Regions from separate parts of the Sus scrofa genome. Here region 2 is linked to region 1. A link is a contact called in public Hi-C data. All regions are on one chromosome and are shown on one strand. Each heading gives the region's core, a stretch centred on a gene start, on an enhancer-like site or on the middle of the called end of the contact. The rest is flanking DNA. Distances are from core to core; before and after follow the strand shown.

The links. Hi-C and Micro-C count contacts between places; a contact is called where the count stands out from the background.
Region 2: a contact with region 1 is called in a Hi-C map of embryonic fibroblasts, with 3 times the contacts expected there. The contact joins two enhancer-like sites. A contact is called at or near these places in 4 of 47 Hi-C or Micro-C datasets (embryonic fibroblasts, fetal skeletal muscle and heart right ventricle).

Annotation. Positions count from the first base shown.
Region 1 is chr9:99,233,702-99,239,929 of Sscrofa11.1, forward strand. All of the region lies in intron 1 of SEMA3C (semaphorin-3C), which reads left to right. Among named protein-coding and RNA genes, the nearest start is that of SEMA3C, 120 kb to the left of the region's middle. Within about 2 kb of position 2,435, at least 11 of the 83 cell types and tissues checked have an H3K27ac peak or open chromatin away from gene starts, as enhancers often do. A contact at or near this core is called in embryonic fibroblasts, where this site is marked.
Region 2 is chr9:99,473,848-99,480,075 of Sscrofa11.1, forward strand. No RefSeq gene overlaps it. Among named protein-coding and RNA genes, the nearest start is that of CD36, 270 kb to the right of the region's middle. Within about 2 kb of position 2,939, at least 6 of the 83 cell types and tissues checked have an H3K27ac peak or open chromatin away from gene starts, as enhancers often do. A contact at or near this core is called in embryonic fibroblasts, where this site is marked.

The DNA.
Region 1 (6,228 bases), core at 1,185-3,684:
CTTGACCTGTTATTGCACGTTAGTTCTTTATTGTCTTTGTCCTCAGAATATAAACTCTATGAGATTGTATCTATCTGTTTTGTCAACTCTATTTAGCACAATCTTTTACACAAAAGAAGATCATCAATAAACATTTTTGAAAAGATAATAAATGCATGCTAAAATGCTGTTTAATGTATTACTCTTTCTAAGAGAATTTATTTTATTAAGAGAATAACTCTGTGGCCCGACTTTTCTTCTAAACTTATATCCATAATCTACCTTCCTTAATCACCCAATGTTTCTCAGTCCTATCCTAACTCTATTCTAAAGATAATTCATAGCCAGTTCACCGCCAGGAAGATCTGCAACTATCACTACATCTCAAAAAATTTAAAAATTGATACCTATTTGAAAAGCTGGTGTAATAGGAAATGTTTATTTTTAATTAATGCACCGACAAATACTCAACTAGTAATGGAAAGGTCTTGTAATGCTTTTTCTTAAACATCCATTCTTCCTGCCTCTTGACAGTATTGTATTATGGCTTCCAGTGACTTCTGCCCAAACGTCACAATCGCTGTTGATAAACAGCTCTTCAAAGAGCTCAGAATTTAGGGAGGACTATCCAAAAATTTTTTTAAAAAAGAGAGAAAAAAACAAAGTTATAATTGAAATACCTTCATAGCTCCAGTAGTCCATGATTTTTCAAAGGACAGGAACCATGCTTCTACTTCATACAGCAACTTAACACAGTTGAGACACTCAGTGGTTTTGTTGGCTTCCGAGGAGCAGAGTGAGTAAATAATTATCTCTGCCTGGGAGAGCAGGAAAGAATTTTCAGGTGTGGAAGGATTTAAACCAAATCCTAAAACTGAGAAGTGGTAGTGTGAGAGAAAAAGTTATTCCAGCTAAAGAGAAAACAAATGCAAAGGCATAGAGACTCCAAAGGAACCATGTGTTGATTAACAGTGAGCAATTTCGAGCACTCTGATCTTGGAACCCATATGACTTTTTGGAAAGACATTTTACTATGCCAAAGAGTTTATATTTTATCTTCAGGGTAATTGTGTGCCATGCAGGACATAAACAGGAAAATGGAATACTCACATTTATTTTTTTAAAAAAACTTGATATTTTGAAGTGTAGACAAATACTTCACATTTACTGGAACAAATAGATTTTATCTGTAAATTATGGTTTCCCAGATAGAAATCTCAAAATGAAATCTCTGAAGCAAATGTTGTTGACCTAACAGTGATATCTGCCACATGTGGGAATGGGTGTGATGCATGAGTACAGGAACATGAACATACTGGATAGATGAAGTTCAGGAAGAAGTTTTAATAGCACTGAAACATTTACAGGAGAGGAAGGTGGGAGGCACCAAATGAAGTGCTTAAACTAAAAAGATGCTTTTTTAAAAAATTAAAATGTAGTAGTTAATTTACAATGTTCAATTTCTGCTGTACAGCAAAGTCACCCAGATGTGTGTATATATTCTTTTTCTCATATTATCATCCATCATGTACCATCACAAGAGACTGGATATAGTACCCTATGTTATACAGCAGGGCCTCATTGCTTATCCATTCTAAATGTAATAGTTTGTATCTACTAATCCCATGATACTTTAGAAGTTAACAGCAGTAGGGCACCTTGAAAAAGATAATTAGAAAAGAGTGATATGAAGCAGTTTTCTTGAGTCTGAAAGAATATTTGTCCATTCCTATACTTCAGTCTAGAAGCAGATATGACTGTTAACAAAATAGGAATGAAAAGAAGAGTTTTCTGCATTCACTCTGTAATTCACTGTCTCCAACAACTTTTTTATGGTGTTTTATTAACTTGTTACTTTTCATTTTCAGATATCTGTCTTTCTAGATTAGTAGCAGCAATTTTCTTTTAGAGGCTTTCCTGGGACAAAAGTAGAATATTGGTTGAAAGGAGAAATACAGAATTTTCAGAACCTAACTAATACATTTCATATATGATCATAATTTTTTTATTAAATCAGACAATGTTTATTCTGTAACTCTTTTGAATCATTTTGTTTAATAATTAAAATTAGGAAACATTTGTTCACTAAAATATTACCTAGGTAAATACTCATTACTCCAAGGGGAAAAAAAAGAAAATAATATAGTCCCTACCCTTCAAAAGGGTGTTTTCCTACTGCCCTCCAAGCCACTATTTCCTCATAGGAAGGAAGTGGTTCCATCTAGTGCTGAGAGCCAAGAATTTTGCATTCCATTCCATTCATTGCTTTTGTAACTGATTTATTGAGCAATATTTCAGTAGCAATTCTGCAAACTTTCCCTTTATCCTCCTGCGTGGGCTTTGCACTGGAAATGCCAATGTGGATATGGCCTGCGACACGACAGAGAAATAGGTAGAGACTAGAAATACATCTCTGACACGTCTCAAGAATGTCCCTAGAGATGGCTCATTACTGAGTAGCTGAGCAAAGATGTGACTCAGCCAGAGTTTCTGCAACTGGCTGTCTGAAGCAACTATGAGAGTGCTGGAAAGAGCAATGGATCACCCAATGGTTCCTGGATGTAGAAGAGAAAATTGAGCCTTTTATTCAGAATCAGGTCTCTTAAATAACAATCCAGCTATACAACATTATTTTTTTGCTCAGCACTGCAATATTAAGAAATCTTCTGCTGATAATAACTTTCTCAAATATAATCAATTTATTTGAAACATATGGAAATCAATTCTTGTTTAATCAGTGGACAGTAGAATTCCTCTTTGGATTGAATTCATTAGAAAAATACCTTGATTTTTGGTAGTTGAAAAGTGAAAAAGACTCTGTGGTCAGACTTGTTTCATAAGGCAGAAACACTAAATTAGAGAAGAGATGCAAGGAAGTTGACCAGACTACAAAGCAGAGAGAATGAAAGAAGTATCTCATAAATGACACTTACAGAATTTCAGTTGTATAAATTTTTCTTGCAAGTAATATGACTTCAAATAGATATGTATTTTGCATTGGGGTTTTGATAATTTGATATTTATTGTAGGATTGTGCTAACAATTTCTAATAAGAAAAAATTCAAATATTTCTCTATTATGTATCATTGTGTTATTTGGTACCTGATTTTTATGATAAAAATTTGGCAATTATGGCCAAGGGCCATCATTCTGTTTAACTTTATTGTGCAATAGTTTCATGATCCTCAGTTTGTAGGAATTTGTGTGTCAGGGCTTATGTGACAATTTCTAGTTCTTTCTGAACTAAGACTATAATTGTCTTTGCTATGTCCTTCCTGTTGTCTCCTGGAGTATTTCTTATAACAGTGATTTCATATTTACGAATTAAAAGATGACTACTTTCTAGTTAAGTTAAATTTAGCTCCCCATGAAGGAACCAGCTGCCCCTAAGTGAGGTAATTGCCATTTTACTCATGCCAAAATTTCCAGTTCTACCTAAGACAAAGCCTTGAAATGGGAATTCCCAAGAGGCCACTTTTGATTCAGGAGTCTCTTACCAGAGTTGCAGTGAATTTCCATCCATGTGAACAAACCCAATTTTTCTTTCTTTTGTGATAAAAGCTATAAGATTCCCAGAGTAGCTTATTCTAGAACTCTTGATCCCAGAACCTTTGCTCACAGCTAACTTTTCTTTTTTTCTTTTTTTACAGCCACACCTTCAACATAAGAAAGTTCCCAAGCCAGGGGTCAAATAACTGCTGCAGCTGTGGCCTATGCCACATCCAAGGCAACACCAGATCATTCACCCACTGAGTGAGGCCAGGGTTCTAGACCTCATCCTCACAGAGACAACTTTGGGTCCTTAACCTGCTGAGCCACAATTGGAATTCTGCTCATAGCTAGCTTGAATGTTCCTGGTTTATTAATTAGGATTAGTAAAGTGGTCACAACAACAGAATACAGTAAGCAAATGGTAAATTTTATGATAAACCAGACTCAATACCTGAGAGTATGTAATGGGTACTGTGGGGGCTCTTAACAGATCCATTTGGTTCCTTTTTAGTTTTTCTTTGTGGAAGTTGTGGGGTGTTAATGGTTTGGTATGTATTCAGCAATGTATCTTCTACTCCTTAAGAATGACAGAAGAGTGACAGATGCTATGAAAACCAGCTCTCTTATCTCCAGTTGGGGTGCCTCTAAGGCATAACATATATTCCAAAGCTCTCTGCAGAATCTGTCTCGAGTTACCTTCTGCAGGACTTCTGCTTGAAACTGCATGTGCACGGCTGCTTGGCTTCATTCCCTTCTCTCTCCTGCTTCTTCCAACACCTTAGCCAGTATCCCTTGTGGTCATTTCCTTAAGAAAACACTTATACATCCATCCTTGGCTCAGGGTCTGTTTCTTTGGAACCTGACCAAAACAAAAGGAGAGTGAATGAAAGGGAAAGACAGAGAATAGGAATCCAGAAGTACAAAATAGGAAAACAGATTGCCAGAGTCCAGGATGCGAGAGAGCAGGATATTCTGGGTGAAAGGAGTAGAAGTAGGGTGAAAGAGTGAATCAAAACGCAAGACCAGACTACATGCAGGCTTCATTTAGGGGTCCTGAAACATGTGGTTAAACACAGAGTCCTGAACTCATACTGATGAGGATAAAGTTCCAGCTCTGCCACTTCATAACTGTAAACTTTGGCAAGATATTCTATTCTTCTAGCCCCTACTTTTCCATCTATAAAACCAATCTGAGATATTAACCCTTAGAAGTACTTTTACATATGAAAAGAAGATTTATACCTGAAGCTATTTATTATAGAATAATTTAGAGATATGGGTCCCAACTTAGAGTGATTTGTTCATATCTGGAGACATTTTTATATTCACAACATGGGGATGAAGTGACTAGTGGGTAATGACAAAGATTGCAGCTGTACATTCTGCAGGCAAGAGACAACATCCTATCGTTATCCCAACAAGGAAATATTCGGACCAAAATGTCCTAATCCTGAAGTTGCCAAAAAAAATAAAATAAAAATTGGAAGCAAGTTAAATAATTTTAAAAATTAAAACTATGGATGAATAAATAAATTATAATGTATCTTCTAGGTGATATAGTGTAACTGAAAATAAATTATCTTGTTAAAAATATTATTAACTCCTATGATGAGAGTATAATAACAAAAAATCTGACAGTCTGTAAATCATGTAAGTTCATTTATTCATTCAACTCATAATCTTTGAAAGCTACTCATACCAGGCACTGGGCAAAGTTACAGTTGTAGAGAAGATAAAGAAAAATTAAAAATTTTAAAATCATGAATTATATTCTGGTAACTGTCTAAAAAGACAATAGAAGGGAGGGAGGAAAGAAGGGATGGGGAAGGAAGAGAGGGAAGGAAGATAAAAAAAATTATGGAATATTTAATCATAAGAAATAGTAATATAAAGTAACATAAAGAAGTATCCGAGTAATTAAAAATAAATAAAATATGATAAACAAAAAAGGAACAAGAAACAATTCTCTGAAGAGCTGACATTTCAAATGAGATATCAATGACTATAAGTTGAGAACTATGAGGGATAGAGGGGAGATCATTCCCAGGCAGAGGGATCTCTTTATTACATTGAAGTCTCTAAAGTGAAAACAGGGCTGGCAGTTTTGTAGAATATAAGTATGAAGCACCAGACAGAAGTATACTTAACAAAACAGACAAGGGAGAAAGATAGACTTGACTTTGATTTTCTGCTCCGTGAGATATAAAGTGAGCTGTTCAACTGTCTCAAAAATTGTTCCTTCATCCTTGCTTCCCTGTCTGTAATTAAGGATAAGATTCTCAGAACGATGGTTAAAATAAAGTTAGATACTATATGTAAAGTGCTTAGCAATATATCTTTTACGAAGTAAGTACTCAATAAGTAGTTTTAATTTTTTTTAAAAAATCAAGATTTAAATGTATACACAGGATATAAAATTAAGAAAATAGTATAGTAAGCCTAAGTAATATTACATATAACATACTACTAAGGTACAGAAGGAAAAATATAATATAATGAAATGTAATATAATGTAATATATTGGATGACGTCTAAGACTTCTAAGATCTTTCTTGTTCTATGATACCTGGACTCTGTGAATTCCTACTCAATGAAAAATGACAAATAGCTTTGGACATATTTACTCTTTTTGTCAGTTCTCCGAACCAATGAAGAATGAATATCTGATTTACTGAGGTATGGGAGTATGGTGGACACAAAGTGCAATGGAAAGAGCTATGAAGTGGTAACCAACACATATTCATTCTATCTGATCTG
Region 2 (6,228 bases), core at 1,689-4,188, 240 kb after region 1:
CTGCCCTGGATGTGGTGGTGGTAGGGGACTCAGCAGACTGGGCCTTGTTGTTTGGGGGTTCAAATCAAGCAAGATTGTACACCGATTTCCCTGGTTAGGCAGGTCATCAATTTTGTCCTGCGAATAGAGAAAGCCATGGGATGTACTCTGTGTTCAAGTACTTCTGTGAATAGGGCTGTGAATGTGTTGTGCAGTTCCCCATGTGCCTCCAATCAGGGGGGTTGAACACTGTATTTAGCAATAGGTTATGAATTAGTTTCCCTGCCTGGGCAGGGGCAGATCAGGCTCCAGGATTGGCAGATCAGGCTCCACCCAGCTTCAAGTTCAGCAAGGCTTTTTGTGGTCTTATCTCAAGCCAACTCACTCTCATATCCCATGGCTGAAAGGTTCACTGGCTTTCCTCTGATAACCATCAGCTCTGCCTGCCAGACTCTGTATATGATTGGGCTATATACCTTCCAGGTATTCCCAATCATGCTTTGTGGTCAGGAAGGGCTGGGAGCTATATGCAGTAGTGTATTGGGCTAAGATTCAACTCCCCTGCCTGGGCAGTGGCAGATCAGGCTCCAGGACTGGCAAAGTTTTTTATTTGAGGAACTGAATTATGCAGACCTTCACTCTGTTGAGATCCCTGGTCAGACTGTACCACTGTCTTGGCTCCACAAATGAGCAAAGCTACTGGTTGGGGACCACACCATGGGCCTTGCAGGTAGGAACTTGGTCTGCCATCATCCAAGTGATAGTTATTGCAAGCCCCTCCAGGATTCTCCATCATGGATTCCCAGAGATCAAGTTCTGGATGTTCTCCCACAATCCCTATGGGACAAATCTGGAGTGGGAGCTTCCAAGAAGCAACCCACTATTCTAGCGGAGCTTATGTCCACCCTAGGCCCTCTTTTCCAACTGTAGGTACTGTAGATTTGGGAAGATCTCTTGGCACAGCAGTGTACCGTCCTGGGGGTGGGGCAATGTGGTCAGTGTGTCGCCATTCCTTTTACCTTCTGATGTGGTCTGTTTGATGTCTGTGGTGCAGGATGGTGCTTTAGCCTCAGCTTTGTGTTTAGGATTCTCTCAGTGTTGTCTTATACATGAATAGTTGTTAATTGTCCTTTTTATGAAGGAAAACAAAATCAGGAAGGACTTATCATCTTAGTAATATTACTCCTAATTTACATTTTTTTTTGGTATTTTTAGGGCCACACTAATGGCATATGGAAGTTCCCAGGCTAAAGGTTGAATTGGAGCTGTAGCTGCCAGCCTATGCTCCAGCCACAGCAACGCCAGATTCGAGCCATGCCTATGACCTACACCACAGCTTATGGCAATGCTGAATCCTTAACTCACTGATCAAGGCCAGGGATTAAACCCACATCCTCATGGATACTAGTCAGGTTTGTTACTGCTAAGCCATGATGGGAACCCTCCTAATTTATATTTTTGTCTAATGTTTTCTTATAAATATTATATGTAGTAAATACATTAAAATTTTAATAACATGCCATATAATAAATATATAATATAGATATTTTTATATTATATGAATTATATAAAGATTCTATCAAAATAGATTAATATTTAGTATATTACTGTAGCTAGTGGTACAGTCTTGCTTCTATCAGTTCTCTTGATAATAAAACCACCCTCAGTGATTGCTGAGTCTGAGAGCTTTCATTTATCATGTTTTTAATATTATATCCTCTAAATTTGGAAGGAGAAAATTGGACCCTTTGCTTGCTGGACTGGTGATGCCCTTGCCAATCTGTAACAATAGTTGCTGTTTTGAGGCACACTATTAAATAACCCCGGTGATCAGAGTGTGGAAACTCAGTATCAGGACACCAGTTCCTGAAATAGTGGTACCTACAGGTCCCAAGATAACAGTGTTCCTCAAGCACAGGAGATGAGCAGAACACTCTCAAAATTATCTTTTAAAACCTTAGGCTAATGTGATATCCTTTTTACTAAGAATTCAAAACCTTTTCACATATAGATAAGAGAAAATGATACTCTGTTGCAGGACATATTATAGCATTGAGAAATAGGAAGGGCAGATTATCCACTCACCTTTCCTACCCTCAACATTCAGCCCCTTACTGCAAGAATGGCGATAGAATCTCTGCATATTTTGTGGCTCCATAAGATGAATCATACTTAGCTATGTTACTGAAAGGAGATAGTTTACCATGATTTCATTTTGTGCTTTCAACATTCCTTGATGTATCAGTTGATTCTGGAAATACATACAGAAAATCTGGTCACTAGGTGAGAAATACATGCTTTTTATTTTTAAAGATATTTTATTTGCTTGGCTATAACTTCTTTTTCAAATTTCCTATTTCTATGGACTAATGAGGAATAATAACTTGCTAAAGTGTTAGTTAAGGCCAGGGATAATTAAATTTGCTCTATTTTCATTCTGGTTAGAAACTGCAGGTAGAAATCAATATTAGCAGGATTAGCTGATTGATGCCTTTGGTACCCATGATCTAATATGCAGTCAGTCAACTACAGTTAAACCTTGAACAATACGGCGGTTTGGACCACCCTGAACAGTTAAAAATCTGCATAACTGCATATGTATATCTTTACGGTCAACTTTCCACATCTGTATTTCCACATCATTGTATTCAAGCAACCAACCTCAGATGATGAAGTACTGCAGAGTGTATTTATTTTTAAAAGTCTGTGTATAAATGGACCCATACAGTTCAAGTCTGTGTTGTTCAAGGGTCGACTGTGCTTTGTTTTCTATTTTACACAAGACCATCAGAGAGCAATTTACGTGATGGTCCTCTCTAATCCTGGAGCTAAAGCAAATGAAAAATTGTAAGTGAATTGATACCTCATGCATATGCATGACCTGTCAGTAGTGATGCCTTACAGGAGCATCTTTTCTTATTCATGCTCTGTGGAACACTAACCCTCCCCCTGCAAGCAGCTACAGCAAGAAATGCTGCACACCACATTCCTGTCTTCTTAAGTATTCCTACTGCACCAATATATACTAACAGCTGAAGAATTTTGCAATAAAGCAACCTGTTTAATTTTGTATATTCCATCCAGCTTTGCTCAGAGTTATTCTCACAGCCTATTCCTCTTTTTATTTTTTTCCCTCTGAGTAAATACCATCAACATTCTTTGGGAACAGTATTCCAAGATCATGTTTTGGAGAACACTGCTCTTGACCATTTAAAAGTGAGTCATGCCCAAAGTAAAATAGGACTAGCCAAGTTCAAAATCTTTTATATTGCTTTAAAAATATTTTACCTTGGCTTTTAGTTCTATGACAAGATAAAATTCTCTAAGTTATCCCAAGTATTTTTAACCCATTGTCAATTGGTTAGAGGAAAATGAAAGTGTCCTAGTGAAATAGAATAGGGGATAAAAATGAGGAAATCTAAATCCTGGGTGTGGGCTGAGGGAGGTTTAACCTTTGCTTGGGGATTTAAGATTTTGGTCAGCTGTCATGCTGGACACGCTTAGTTCACTGCACTCCTCAGTTCATAGAAATTTAAAATATGGTTAGTCCAAACCAAATGTTAATCCCAATTGGCAGTGAGAGCTATCCAGGAATTCTGGGCCTGACTCCTGATTCTCCAAGTCCCTGGGCCAGATGCAAGACCACTGGGGAATAGTGACTCAAGAAGATGATGTAGTGGTTGGCAGTATCATAGGTGAATCAAGAGGAGAAAGGGTCCAGGTGGGAGTGGCTGAAAATGAGATGTATAGTGTGCTATGTGTGAGGGACCCTGTGTGAGCAGAGAGCCAAAGCATACCTCAGGGACTCTGAGAAACCAAGCTGAGTCAATTACAGACACAAGAAGAGGACAGTTAGGTCACAGCGAGAATTGAATTGTAGGTTGGAGTTGCTTAGTAATAATAAATATAAGTTTATAACAGACATGACAGCAGTATTTATCACACTTTCAGCATTTGGGAATGATTGTTATTAGAAGGAAAATTACAACTCCAACCAGAAATTACCACTATTTGCATATGGTGCAGTTAAGTTGTAGTCGTCTTGCAACACTTCCCATTTTATTGTCTTTGGCATGCAGTTAGAAAGCTTCCTCATTCTAATACTTGAAAGTCATGTAAGTCCTCAAACTGAGTGATGTCTTTTACATACTACCCATCATAGTAACTTCAAGATCTAATCTTTAACTGGTTTAGGAATTGCAACCTCACTTGAGTAAACATGAGAGGGACAAGTCCAGGAGCAAGCACCTGTACATCAGGGCTGAGTTGAATTTTACAGGCTTTCTAAAGCTCAAGACAGTCTGCTTGCAGAGAATACAATGTGCTCACTGAGGTTGCAGTAAAAGAGGGACAATTAGGCAGTATTATAGATGTCACAATGGTTTTGCTACTTTCTTTTAGCTTTTTGGCTAATTACATGAGAAGATTCAGTTGATGACCTCTTTTTCTCAGCTAGAACTCTTGAAAGAGTTATATATACTTTTTTTTTTCTTACTCTTTCTAACACTTCTCTCAGTCTTGGGCAACCTGGTTTCTGCCACCACCATTCTGCCCCAGCTTTCCTTGAAGGTCCAGCTTAAGAATAGGAACTGCTAATTACTGATGCTTCCTTCCTAAAACATGCTCTTTTCTTGGCTTCTGTGGCTGTTCTCCTACTGTACTTGGCATTCCGGTTAGGTTCCTTTGGAAAAGCTTCCTCTCCTAACCTATCCTTTAAAGTTAGTGTTTCTTAGGATTTTGTCTAGTCTTGTCTTTTTACTTTATACACTTCCTGGGATGAATTCATTCACTTCCATGGCTTTAATTAGAGCTCTGCGTCACTCTTGAGTTCCTCTTGCATATTCTACATGCACCTGAAAAACAGCTCTTCTAAGGCTGAGCACATCACTTCACCCCGCCAAAACCAATCCACTTTTGCATTCCTTCTGTTGAAGACTGACACCTCTATCCATCATCTTGCCCAACCATCTAAATAAAGCCCTCTTAATTCCCACAAATTAATCAACAGATCCTGTCAATTCAATCCTGTTAATATTGCCTGAGTACTTGCCACCTTCATTTCAAACTTGAACTGCCCTTGTTCAGATCACAGATAGCTTTCATTGAGTTTGTTATAACATCCTTCAATTGATTTTCCTCACAGTAGCCAAAATGATCTTCCTAAAATATTATCTGTCATGCCTCTCTTACCTAAAGCCCTCAGTGTCTCCACTTTGCCCTCAGTACATCTAGTACCAAGTGTAGATTGCAGCCTGCATTATAGATTTTTTCCCATTCATCTCTCAGCCACACCCTTGCCAATCCCTAACCTGTACATGAACCTGTAGCTACATGTAACTTGTTTGTGCTCTTGTAGGTGAATCTCCTGTCTCTCTAAATATTTTCATATGGTATTAATTCTGCTTAGAACACTCCCTGTTTTGATTTCATTAACAATTTGTTTTTGATCCTTCCTGTTTTTTTCCCCCATTTCTCTCAGTCTGATTGTTCCATAGCCTTCTGTTCTGACATGATTATAAGAGTTTACACTATATTAAAATCCTATTTACTTATTTGTATCCCCACTAAATTGAAAGCTACTTAAGTTGATCCTCTTCTACAGTGGGATAACTGATGAATCCATTCACTAATATAGAAAATAAAGGAAAAGGACAGTGTAAGGAGGGGTGATTAAACACATTTCTATGTGCTTTTTCTAATCTGTTCATTATGCATCTAGTGTATTTTTTCTGATTTTTGCTTCTATATTAACTTCTCTTTTTATATATAAAAAAAGGTGTAATTTTCGTTGAGAAAAATCACATAGTTTAGCATGAAAGCTTGTAAAAAATAAGCAACAATTGTTTGAAATTGAAGTTATGAATTTCAGGGAGAAGGACAGCAAGAAATGTTCTTATATTGCATGATAATCCTAATCACATTTTGATACAGTGTTTTTCCATAGGTCACAGGAAAAATTTTGAAAGTGTTGAGGCCTTAAAACACCAGGGAGAGATCTAAAAATTTTCTTTAGATACAAAGTGAAAAGATGAAAATCAGTCAGTAAGTGTGCTTGTTGTTGAACCTTATAGGGGACCATTTCTGTTTTTCTTGATTAGAAAATTCGATAGAGAGTTCTCAATGTTTATAATTGTGGTGTTAATGAAATATATATATATATATATATATGTCATTTCTCTTGTGATTCAGCTTGATATAGCCCATGTTCCTAAATCATAAATGCCCCAGCTTTGAGAAATATTTTTGAAC